2 separate regions of the Mus musculus genome follow, and region 1 is linked to region 2. Evidence: chromatin contacts called from public HiChIP or PLAC-seq data. All regions are on one chromosome and are shown on one strand. Each heading gives the region's core, a stretch centred on a gene start, on an enhancer-like site or on the middle of the called end of the contact. The rest is flanking DNA. Distances are from core to core; before and after follow the strand shown.

Region 1 (5,704 bases), core at 2,719-5,218, 46 kb after region 2:
TCCTGAGTACTGGGATTAAACCTTTGTGCCGTATCTGTTAGTAGATATGAGTGAGGCACTGAAGGGCATGTGAACTCACACAGCTCGGCAAAGGACAGGAGAGAGTGGTGACGAAGTTTGTTTCCTGTGTATGTACATTTCTCCTACAGCTCTCACACTTCATGGGGTACAGAATTCTCCTGCATGGGGTGTTTGTACAGGGCAAGGGTACAGAGCCACAGGAGCAGGACATGGTGGGTGAAGGTCCAGTTTCCGTTTCAGAATCTAGGTCACCTGAACCTGTCTTGTTCACTTCGTGTTTGTACATGTGTACCTGCATACCCACGCATGCATGGGTGCATGCCACAGTGTGCATGGGAGGGCTAAAAGGCAATTAACCCCCTCCTCTCTCTGTCTCTGTCTGTCTCTCTCTCTCTCTCCCTTTCTCTCTCTCTCTCTCTCTCTCTCTCTCTCTCTCTCTCTGTATACATACATATGCATGTGTGCCATGGTGTGAGTGTGGAGTCAGAAGACAACTTTCTGGAGCTGTTTTTTCCTTCTAGAACAAGCATTGAAGGGATCCAACTCAGGTATTCAGACTTGGTGGCAAGTGCCTTTTCCATCCCCCACCCTGATCCTAATCTTGTTGGCCCTGTGAGTCACTAGCTATGTGTCTTGGAAGAACTCACCATCTTTTCTCCCTGTCTTAGTTTCTCTATATATAAAACAGGGGCAGCAGAGTGCATTTCTTAACTTTCTGGTTAAGAAGGGATGAGCTAATATATGCATAATCTTATGTTTATGGTTTAATGCTGAGGTAGTATTTACTATGGGTCAGCCATTGAGCTGTGGACACACACACACACACACACACACACACACAATCTGATGAGTGTACTTGGATATGTTAGTATTTCTATGCAATATAGTACTGAATGTGCTTATATTTAATAACCCTATTAAGAGCATTCAATGATTTAAGTTGTTCACATGTATTATTTTTTATGGCTTGTTTTGTTTTTAATTGTGTGTGTGCATGCGTGTGTGTGTGTGTGTGTGTGTGTGTGTGTGTGTGTGTGTGCATGTGAATGCAGGTGCCCCTATAGAGGTTAGAGGTGTCTCACCTCGACTGGAGTTATGGTCATTATAAGCTGCCCAACATGGATGCTGGGAAGGAAACTCCAGTCATTTGCAAGAGAATATACTTACTCCTGACCACTGAGTCCTGTCTCCAGCACCTTATCTTGATCCTTTTTGGGAAAAAAAGAAAGTAACATAGCAGCATGCATAGCATACTGCATAGCCTGTGTTCTTTATTCTCACTTTTCAGATTAGAAAGCTGGGGTCCAAAAAGACTCGGTGACTCCTAGCCAACAGAAGCTATACAGCTAGCCGGTGATGACAGAGAACCTGGCTTTTAAAGTCACTACCTGCCACCCCCTTCTTGCTTTAATGTTATTTAACAATATTCTTACACTTTAAGATATCCTAATCTGTGTGGTGATTAGTGTTTTGTCAGAGATTTGTACAACCGTTGAGTGTCACAGCAAGCTGATGACGGGAGAGAGGTGGTCACTACACACACCTTCAAGAATAGAAGCCATCAAAATGGAAGGCTGGGCATCTGTGAGTGGAAGTGGTTCATTACCAGGTTCCTGGGAACCTCTGTGCACAGGAAGTTATCCTCTGTAAACTTGGTGCATGTAGTGTGTCAAGGTCAGACATGGAGGGGTTGAAGATGTAAGCTACAGACCTTTCCTGAAAATACTCCAGCCTCGTGGGAGAGACAGATATGGAAACCAAGAACCATAGTGTACAATATATAGTCTCTAAGGGGGATAGGAGAAGAGGAGCCATCTGTGCCTGGGATGTCTTAGAAATGGCAAATAGGGAGGGGGATGGGAGCTTTCCCACCAGAGAGAATGTACCTGTGTGGAAACCCATGTTGTGTCTATAATGGCGTGTCTAAGCATAATTGTGTGCGTATCTGGAATGTTTCTACACAGCTTTAGTCGTGTATTAATTTATGAATATGCAGGTTGTCGATGGCCTGGCTATAAAAGCGAATTGGTCTGGACTCACATGCACCATAGCAGAATCAGGCCAGCCATGGTTTGAGCATCCTCTTTCCCATCCAACTCCCAACACGAGGGTGACCAGGGACACGGGCCACTCCTATCCTAGCAGCTGTGCTTTCTAGAGCTCAGGTAACAAAAGCCACCACAGTTTTCAGTCCATCTGCCCAAGCATCTAATTGAGCCAGACAGCTTGTGTGAGCTCTAGATGGTGAGGAGACATGAGTATCTGAGGGTGCGCATCTGTGTGTACATCTCTGTTGTGTGTTAGTGCTTAGTGTTGGCTGCTGCTAGCCAGGCTGGGAAACCTTCCTCTCTCCCACATCGTCACTCCTGGCTCCCACCAGCCCTGCAGGGAAGGGGCTTCTCTGCTTGCCCATCTCTATGCTTGGGGATACCTGGGTTGAGCAGAGGTGAGGCTGAGCAGCACTGGTACCATATTCCCTTCTTTCCCTCTACCCTGCCTATTCTGGCCCATTACCCTCCTGGAGCTGATGTGAACAAAGGCAAACAATATACATCACAGCCATGAGGAACCCAGAGGGCCACTCTCTAGGTGGGTAGCTCTACAGCCCTCCCCTGAGGACAATACCTCTTTATAGGACAAAGGTGATTATGAAGAGAAAGTGAAGGTTCTCCTCTCCACAAAAACTCACCTAGGAACAGGGAGACAGGAGGTTGGCTATTATTCTCTCATTTCCTCTAAGCTTAATCAATCTAAAAAAAAATAGTATTTGGGTGTGATGGTACATGCCTTTAATCCCAACACATGAGAAGCAGAAACAAGCATATCTCTATGAGTTTGAGGTCAGCCTGGTCTCCATGGTGAGGGTCAGGCCAGCCAGGGCTGCATAGTGAGACCTTGTCAAAAATACCAAAAAGAAAGAAAGACAGGAAGGAAGAAAGGAAGGAAGATAGACAGAAAGAAGACAGAATTAGTGGTATCACTGGCAATGTGTAAATAATAGCAAATAATATATAATTGATAGTGACTAACAGTAAATTTCCCTTAATTTTGTAAAACACATAAATTTGGGACTGGAGGTCATCTTAGGCAAAGGCATTGCATGCTAGAATACTTAATATTTACATTTTAGCACAATTACATTGCCACCCAGCTAAATATATTCACTCACGTGTTAGGATGGGCAAGAATAAAGTACTGTCTTTGCACATACTGTGTGTCATATTTTACAGCGAATAATGAACATGAGTAAATGGGTAAAGAAAAAGAAAACCAAACATAACTCAAAAAGTAGAATTATCTAGTGGTCTCTAACTACTTGGATTCTGCTCCTAATTCCACCAATGATTTAAACTAATGTGTCAAACGTCCTTTAAAATATCATCTATTAATAAGCTGGTCTCATAGTAGAACCTTTCTCCAAAACATCCATATGCTTAAATAATCATGATTAAAGCATCCTCTAAAAGACACTTCACTTTACATAAATGTTAGCATTGCCTGTCTGGATCGTTCACCTTAATTACAGTGTCATAGACAGAATATGCTTTCATGTGCCCAGCACAACTATTTTTCTAACTATTGATTTAAAAAAATGCTGGCTCACAAAATGCCAGAGGAATTTTCCATGTTCATATAGTGTCTACTTGCACTTAAATATTGCATCAATAATCTGAAAACAAGGAACCGCCTGTGTGGCCAGACGCTGTAGATGCTATGGCTTCTATCATGGGCTGCTTTCAACTGCTATATTTTATGGCACAGATTCAGTGGGAATCTGATCTGCTAAAATATTTGGGCTGTGAAAACTCCCACACTGTGACAGATGTCAAGTCCAATTAAGTGACTCGTGTCCAGGTTTCTGTCCAATAGGATTTCCCATTAAATATCAATTTAGGGGGAAAAAATTCCATCCCCCTTCTTAAGCCTTTATCTCTTCCACCATCTCCAGGCTAAATCAATTGGTACCAGAAGAGCCAAGAAGCCACACAGGCAGCTGCCTCTCCTCTCTGGCTCTCCCAAGCTCCCCTTTCTCTGCTTCCCTGTCACTGTTACTCCAGAAGACGTCCACTTCTCTCCAATCTCTCTCCAGCATCTCCAAGCTACTGACTATATACATTTCACCACAAGGTAAAGAGGGGAGGGAGTGGGGTAGGGTAGGGGGTGTAACCAAACCTTGAAAGACTTTGAAACTGCAAAATTGGCGTCTGCTTATACAACACAGAAGTAGATGAGGGACAAGACAGAGGCAACCTTAAGCCCTAGTTACTGTATTGTTGTTCCTGGGAACTGGGGAGACACCGGCTGAACAAAGCATTATCTTGAAGAAGAAGAGAAAAATCACTTCTGAGCCCCTTCCATCCCTGACCGCACTTCCCAGTTTCGCCCCAGCCCGATTAAGGGAAGGGAAGGAGTCCTCAAGGAATGGAATTTTATCTTAACCATCTTTCTTATTGATTATTCTGCTATTAGAAAGTGGAGGAATCGTCCCTTTGATGTGATTGTTTTTATCTCAGCATCTCTTTTGTTATTTATACAGCCCTTTGAGTGGGGAGGCGTGAGGTTTCAACACTTCGACTTATAAAGATCAACAACGAATTTTCCTGAAATGTTTAAGAACAGTTAAAAACAAACCAACAAACAAACAAACGGGCGTTTTCAATCCATCAACTAAGTGAACAACCATACACCCGCTAAGACACCGCCGCTCGTTGTGGTGGTCGGCGAGATGACAGCTGCTTTTTCATCTGCGAATGTAATAAATATTGGCTGCTTTTAATATTTGCCAGGATCTCTCCTCCTTGTTTCCTGGAATTTTAACTCTAAAAGATTGACGAAAAGATTATCGACAGGGCTCTTGCAAGGTAAGACATCTTCACGTCTCTTTTTCTTTAGATTAAGTTGAGTCATATTGTATTTTATAGATGTATTCCTCACACATGGTCATAGACTTAAATGCCCACGAGAAATACCATTTATGACTATTTAAATATCTGGAGGATTTAAACGCGTGGGGGGACAGCCCGGGAACTTTTTGTCCGATCTGTAACTATGTCGTGGTTTGCTATGATTTTTCTCCCTGTGTATTTCTACCTCTTCACGCCAACTGCGTAGGTGTGAGTTGTTTCACTTATAAACGTAGAGAAAAGCCTGGGGGGCGGGGGGAGCAGCATGCAGTTCGTTTGGTTCATTTATTGTTATTCTGAGGATCCGTTTTCCTTGCACGGAAAGCTGTTTCTGAGCTCAGGTCTCTCCTGGGCAAATTCGAGGCCAGGAGCCGAACCTACATCCCCTCCCTGGCTTTTGTTTCTCTGAAGCGAGGCTCTTACTCAGGAGCCTTGCCTGTGAGGGGCAAGGCGGGGTACAGAGGTCATAGCCCGGTCGTCCCTCCTGGTGGCGGAGGCCCAAAAGCTCAGCTCAGGCAGGTTTCTATCCCCATCTGCCCACCCAGATCACCCGCAAGCCCAGTGGTTCTCGAAGACGCGAAGGCCCTCGAGCTGCCGGCCCGAGGTGGCTTTTCCAGGAGGGCATCGTCTGGGGAAAGCCCGGCGCAGACACGGGGCCGCGGCCAGGCCTCCCTGGGCCGCCGGTGGGCTGCGGGGCTCCGGTCCCCTAAGCTCACGAACTTCACCCGCACAGATACAGCTTGCGCCCGGGGCGTCCCGCACTGGTGCCTCGGAGTCCA
Region 2 (5,291 bases), core at 766-3,265:
TGCCCTTTCTCCAGAGAGTTGGCTCTTCTGCTGCTGTGACACACAGGACCAGTTCACACTCTGACAAAGAAGGCTCCAGGCCACCCCCTTCATGCCAGGCTCCAGCAGGCCGATCCCACGGTCACTGAAACCTTACATATAGCTTTACAAGCGTCTATGTACTTCTGTGACATATGTGGGTTCCAGTCTCTTGCACAAGGACAACTCTGTCCAATAGCATGTCCTGCTGGAGACATGAGTATCCTGAACATCTGCACTCCTTAATGCCATAGCTACTGGCCACACGTGGCTATGAAGTGCTTACAACGGGCTGCTCAGGTTTTGTTTTTGCTTTTTAAATTTAACTCTAATTCATTTTAACTTAAATGGTTACATACGACGTGTTCCTACTGTCATGGGAACGATATCTATTTGGATTTCTATGAATGGAAAGGAATCCACGACCATGCTAGGAGAATAACTGAGAAACATGAGCTAATCCTCACAATTTTGGCATAGGTAGAATGAATAAATGTCTGAAATATTTTAGTCTCAGTATTAGGTGGCATCTCTGGCCATGTGTTTTCAACACCCCAGTTATCAACATGAAAGTAAGATAGTTGAAAATGCTAGCTCTTTTAGCAGGTGCTTTGAACATCAGCAGGTAATTACAGTCAGATTTCTCTCTGCTCTCAATCAGTCTTCTGACTCTAAGCAAAGAGGAATGACGTAATCAGGCCAGGAACGAGAGGAAACAGTCAAGGCTCTGCTACCAACAGAGCAAGGCTTGACAGCCATTATCTCAACTTAGTATGTAAGATGCCAATTGGTGGCTATGACTCCCCCCACCCCCGTTTACTCTGTTGTGTTTCCCATCCCTAACAATAGACAAGTAAGACCAACCCTTTTTATTTTGCTAGTTTTTCATCTTAAAAACAACACAAAAGACTCTCAGGATTCAAAATTATAGAGCTGGGCGTGGTGGCCCACACCTGCAAGTCTGGCCCTTAGGAAGAGGAAGCAAGAGGGTGGGGACTTGTGGGTCATCCTCTGCTACATGTGGAGTTCTAAGCCAGCCTTAGCTCTGGGAGACCCTGCTTCAATATAATCCCAGCCCTCTTGAAGCTCAAAGTTCAAGGTCATCCTAGGCTATATATCTAATTCATGCCCACTGGGGCTACCTGAGACTCTAGTATAAACAAGTGTAAATAATAGTATGAATAACCCCAACATAATTTTAGATCCTGTTCTACATTGGATTAAATTTGCCATTTTTGAAAATTATTACATCAACTATCATAAACAGTATGTTCTAGTGAGGAAGACAATCTGCTCTTGAGTACATGGTTATTTATACATACAATAAAGTACATCTGAGATAACAGCAATGGTTATTTGCACACACATATATGTACTTATACACCTATAAAATCATATAGACCTATTAAAAACAAAACAAAAGCAAAGCCACAAACCCTCCAGAGGTTTTTATTTTAGGGTTTGTGGTATCTCCAAATTAGCACAGACATGGATTCTAAAGGCTGGGGAGTGAGCCCCCCTGAGGTCCCCAATTCTGTGCCCTCCACAGATTGTTCTGCACTCATCAGCACAGATGCACCCAACATGTAAGAATATCGCTGGTTTAAAATCAACCATTAGGTTGGCGCCCCGTCCACTAATAGGATAGATTTAGGACAGACAGAGATGTGGTGGTTCAGGTAACCAGGAGGGTCAGCCCCCATCTGGGGTGAGGTAGAGAGGACCACTCCTCTGGTCGAGCTGATGGATTCCAGGAAAAATTGACCCGCTTGTTTATATAGCTTGTCTTCCTTCACCGGGTTCTTATTTGAACCAAATGAGATCCTGGGAGAGTTACGCTCCTGCACAACGGCAGGATGAGTGGAGAAGCTGTCAGAGTACTTGAGTTTTGACCCCAGGCTTTCCTTAATGGCTTCACTTTTCTGTTCTCTCATCCACTGCCTGCGTCTCAGAATGTCCACAAAGGTCACAGGACACGCCCTCTGTGAACACAGCCCTGAAGCTACGATTCTGTCAGACAGAGGGATTTCCAGTCACAGGATTAGCCGGTACTCATTGATCTCTCGTCTCCTGGTCACCAGTTGCATACAGACAACACAGTGATTGTCTGGGATTAGTGGCATGATGTGTGAAGGTGTAACTGAGCGCAGCACAGGTCCCGTGAAAGGCCTGGATGTCAGTAAGTTCACCTGGTGATCTACCTTCAGTCAATGTAGCCTTCTGACCTTTTACCCACTTAGTCCTGCTGTCAGCAACTGGAAGCCCAGTCAAAGGGCAAGGCAGGGAACCCAGGGCCCCCCTCCCTGCAGACCATCTTGAGAATATTCAAGAAGAATTACCAAAAGACCCCAGACTTGTCGTTTTACTTTTAAGCAAACCAATAAAATCTCCCAGACAGTGAGCATCCTAGGCAGAGAAGAACTGCAGGATTGATTGCATTCAAACTGTTAACGCGTCCCTGTGGTCAGCACGGGGACATGGCAAGGCCTCTCGATTCCCTGGAAACGAATCATACAAAAGCACTGGAGGTGAGACGGGTTCAAATGTCTGTTCGTCAATAGACTCAAGATAATGGACTCAAAGTGTTCTTTTAAAAAGTTAGTGTTTATTGAGAATTTTCTCCGCAGTGAGCAAGCAATAAACTCCGATGGTTATTGTGAAAATCATCTTCGGGCACGGTTTTTTTTCCCTGTGAGTCCTGAGTGAGGGACTGAAGCTTCTGCCATTTTAATTCCTTTGTTAATGTCTTTATGAATGCAATTAACACTTCATTCACGCTCCTTTGTTTCTGGATCCCATTAGGATGTGGTTTGTGCCAGTTTCTCTCTCCCGGGAGACACCCCGCATCACACAACACTTCATTCAGCCGTGGGGCTGAGTCCTGACAAACCCAATTTCCAGAAGACTGAGTGTGAGTTGACACCAGGCTGCAGCAGTTGCTCTGAAGGGAGCAAGTGACTCTTTCCCTTCCAAGATGGAATCCACCTCTTCAGAGAGGCATGCTTGTACAGGAGCCTGCCGTGGTCAGGGAGGGAAGAGACACAGTTCCTGGCAGACACAGAGTCAAGAACTGAAGTCAAAGAAGTACTCAGAGCTGAATGGGCTGCCTAGTTTTAAAAAGAAAAGCAATGAACAAACAAACAAACAAACTCCAAAACTCTCAACAGGCTGAGGCAGGAGGATTGCTTGTTTGAGGCCAGTCTTGATCACGTAGATAGTGGGTCTCAACAAAACAAAATCAGGGTTAGGGAGATGGCTCAGCCTATAAAGTGTTTGTTGCCCAAGCTTGAGGACCTGAATTCAGATCCACGACACACACATACATACAACGCTGGGTATCGTGGCCAGTGCCTGTAGTCCTCGCACTGGCAAAGCAGAGACTGGAGGACCTGTGGAACTTGACAGCCAGCCAGTCTAGAATTGGGGATCTTCTGATTTAGTGAGAGACACTGTCTCCAAGAAAAAGGTAGAGAGTAACTGAGGGAAATAATGTCCATCTGTGGACCTCTGTCATGCACACACACACACACACACACACACACACACACACACACGCACACTAAGATGTAAGATGCATAAGTATGTAAATGAATGAATGCAAACAACCAAAACCTCTGAATGCCCAGGGTGCATCGCCTCCTAAGTTTCACAGACTCCTATTCTCCGCTGCAAACATGTAGTGACTGGCATGTCAGCACATGGTAAAGGGAGGCCCCACGAAGAAGTGACACGGTTTCCACCCTCTGGAGCTCACGTTATAGAGGTGAGAGGCGCTCCGTGGCTGCTCTGACTGAGAAGCAGAGTCAGAGCATTTGGAGTTCAGCTGTCTGGGCTGGGGGTTGCAGGAGAAATGCACCGGGAAGACAGGACTTGAGGAAACCACTTTCCCAGACTGTTCCACCATTGCGCCTCAACAAGTGGAGGCAGTAGGAGGAACTGCAGAGAACCTGGCAGTAGCCATGATGCAGAGGTGAGAAATGAATAGGAGGTTCGTGGCCATGACAAATTATTTTCCTTTTATATTAAAGTCTCTCCTTCAATTGATGGAATCATTTCTATTTCAAATACCAGTGTGATATTTGCTTAACAGCCGAAGGCGCTGCAGATGAATCTATCTGAATCTTGCTAAGATTCTGTTCGTGAAGAGAGGCAGGAAGTCTGGAAGAATATGAGCGGGGGTGGGGGGGGGGGAGCAGGGAGCACTGCCCATGGATGGCATCTGTTCTTTTAAATGGGCAGGTGCTACTTACCTGCAGACCCATTTCCAGACTATAGCTTTATTTTTCCTGGTTTTCTCCAGGAAGCTGAAAAAAGAATAGATTTTTGGGTAGCTGTTATCAAGCATGAAAAATTGGAACGAAAGGGAGAAAGACAGGCTGTAGCCGCCATCATCTGTGCCTAATGCTGACGCCAAAGGACTAAATCAAGGACACTATTTCCAATGTAGTTTTGACTTTATTTAATAGCATGATGGTTGTTTTCCTGTCCTAGAGCTACTTCAAATATCTAGCCTTGGTTCCATTTGGCTCTGTCCTCCATACCGAGACCTTTTTCAGCTGTATGTCAACAGACCTGGGCTGTGAACCACAACACATTATAATATGACCCAAGTGTGTCTCTGCCAAATTGGGAAGCCCCTAGGACTTAAAGCCTTACAGACTACAGCCAAGCCCAGGCGCCTCTTGCTTTAGGAAGGATCGTTTGGAGTCAGGAGCAGTTGTGCACGCCTGAAATCCCAGCATGGACTCAGGGGGCAGATTCAGTGGTTCATCCTCAGCAGCAAAGCAGTCTAGGACTATCCTGGGCTACAGGAGACCATGTCTCACACAAGCAATAATAAAGGTCATGTTGGTTATATCTCATTATATAGCTTCCTGAATTACAGCTAATTCCTGGCCAAAGAGCAACTCATTTTAACAAGACCTTTGATCTCAGTGACAGATTAAAGTATTGGTAATTTTTTGCATGGTTGTTCAACTGTCTGTGTTGAGACAACATTGTAATCTGCTGGAAGACTAGCAGTTCATTGGAATGAGTCAATTAATTCTCAAACGTTAATAGGGGTAAGAGAGAGAGGGGATTGTCTCTGAGTCTGAATGGTGGACTCTGAGACTAAAATAATTCTGTGTAGTGTGTATATATATGTGTGTGGTGTGTATGTGTGGTATGTGGTGTGTGTGTGTGTGTGTCATATGTGTGTGTGTGTGTGGTGTGTGTAGTATGTGGTGTGTGTATGTATGTGGTGTGGTGTGTGTGTGTGGGTGTATGGTGTG

Evidence for each region. HiChIP or PLAC-seq counts read pairs in DNA pulled down with a chosen protein or histone mark.
Region 1: a contact with region 2 is called in an H3K4me3 HiChIP or PLAC-seq map of embryonic hindbrain, with 2.7 times the contacts expected there. The contact joins the promoter of Nhlh2 here to the enhancer-like site in region 2. A contact is called at or near these places in 1 of 39 promoter capture datasets (macrophages), 1 of 484 Hi-C or Micro-C datasets (cerebellar granule neurons), 8 of 115 datasets of contacts at active chromatin or transcription factors (embryonic forebrain, embryonic hindbrain, embryonic midbrain and 3 more) and 2 of 9 other capture datasets (liver and pancreatic islet).

Annotation. Positions count from the first base shown.
Region 1 is chr3:102,006,177-102,011,880 of GRCm38.p6, forward strand. It overlaps Nhlh2 (nescient helix loop helix 2), which reads left to right and starts at 3,969. Exons shown (of 3, transcript NM_178777.3): 1 at 3,969-4,149; 2 at 4,559-4,883.
Region 2 is chr3:101,961,671-101,966,961 of GRCm38.p6, forward strand. No RefSeq gene overlaps it. Among named protein-coding and RNA genes, the nearest start is that of Slc22a15, 40 kb to the left of the region's middle. Within about 2 kb of position 2,016, at least 8 of the 459 cell types and tissues checked have an H3K27ac peak or open chromatin away from gene starts, as enhancers often do.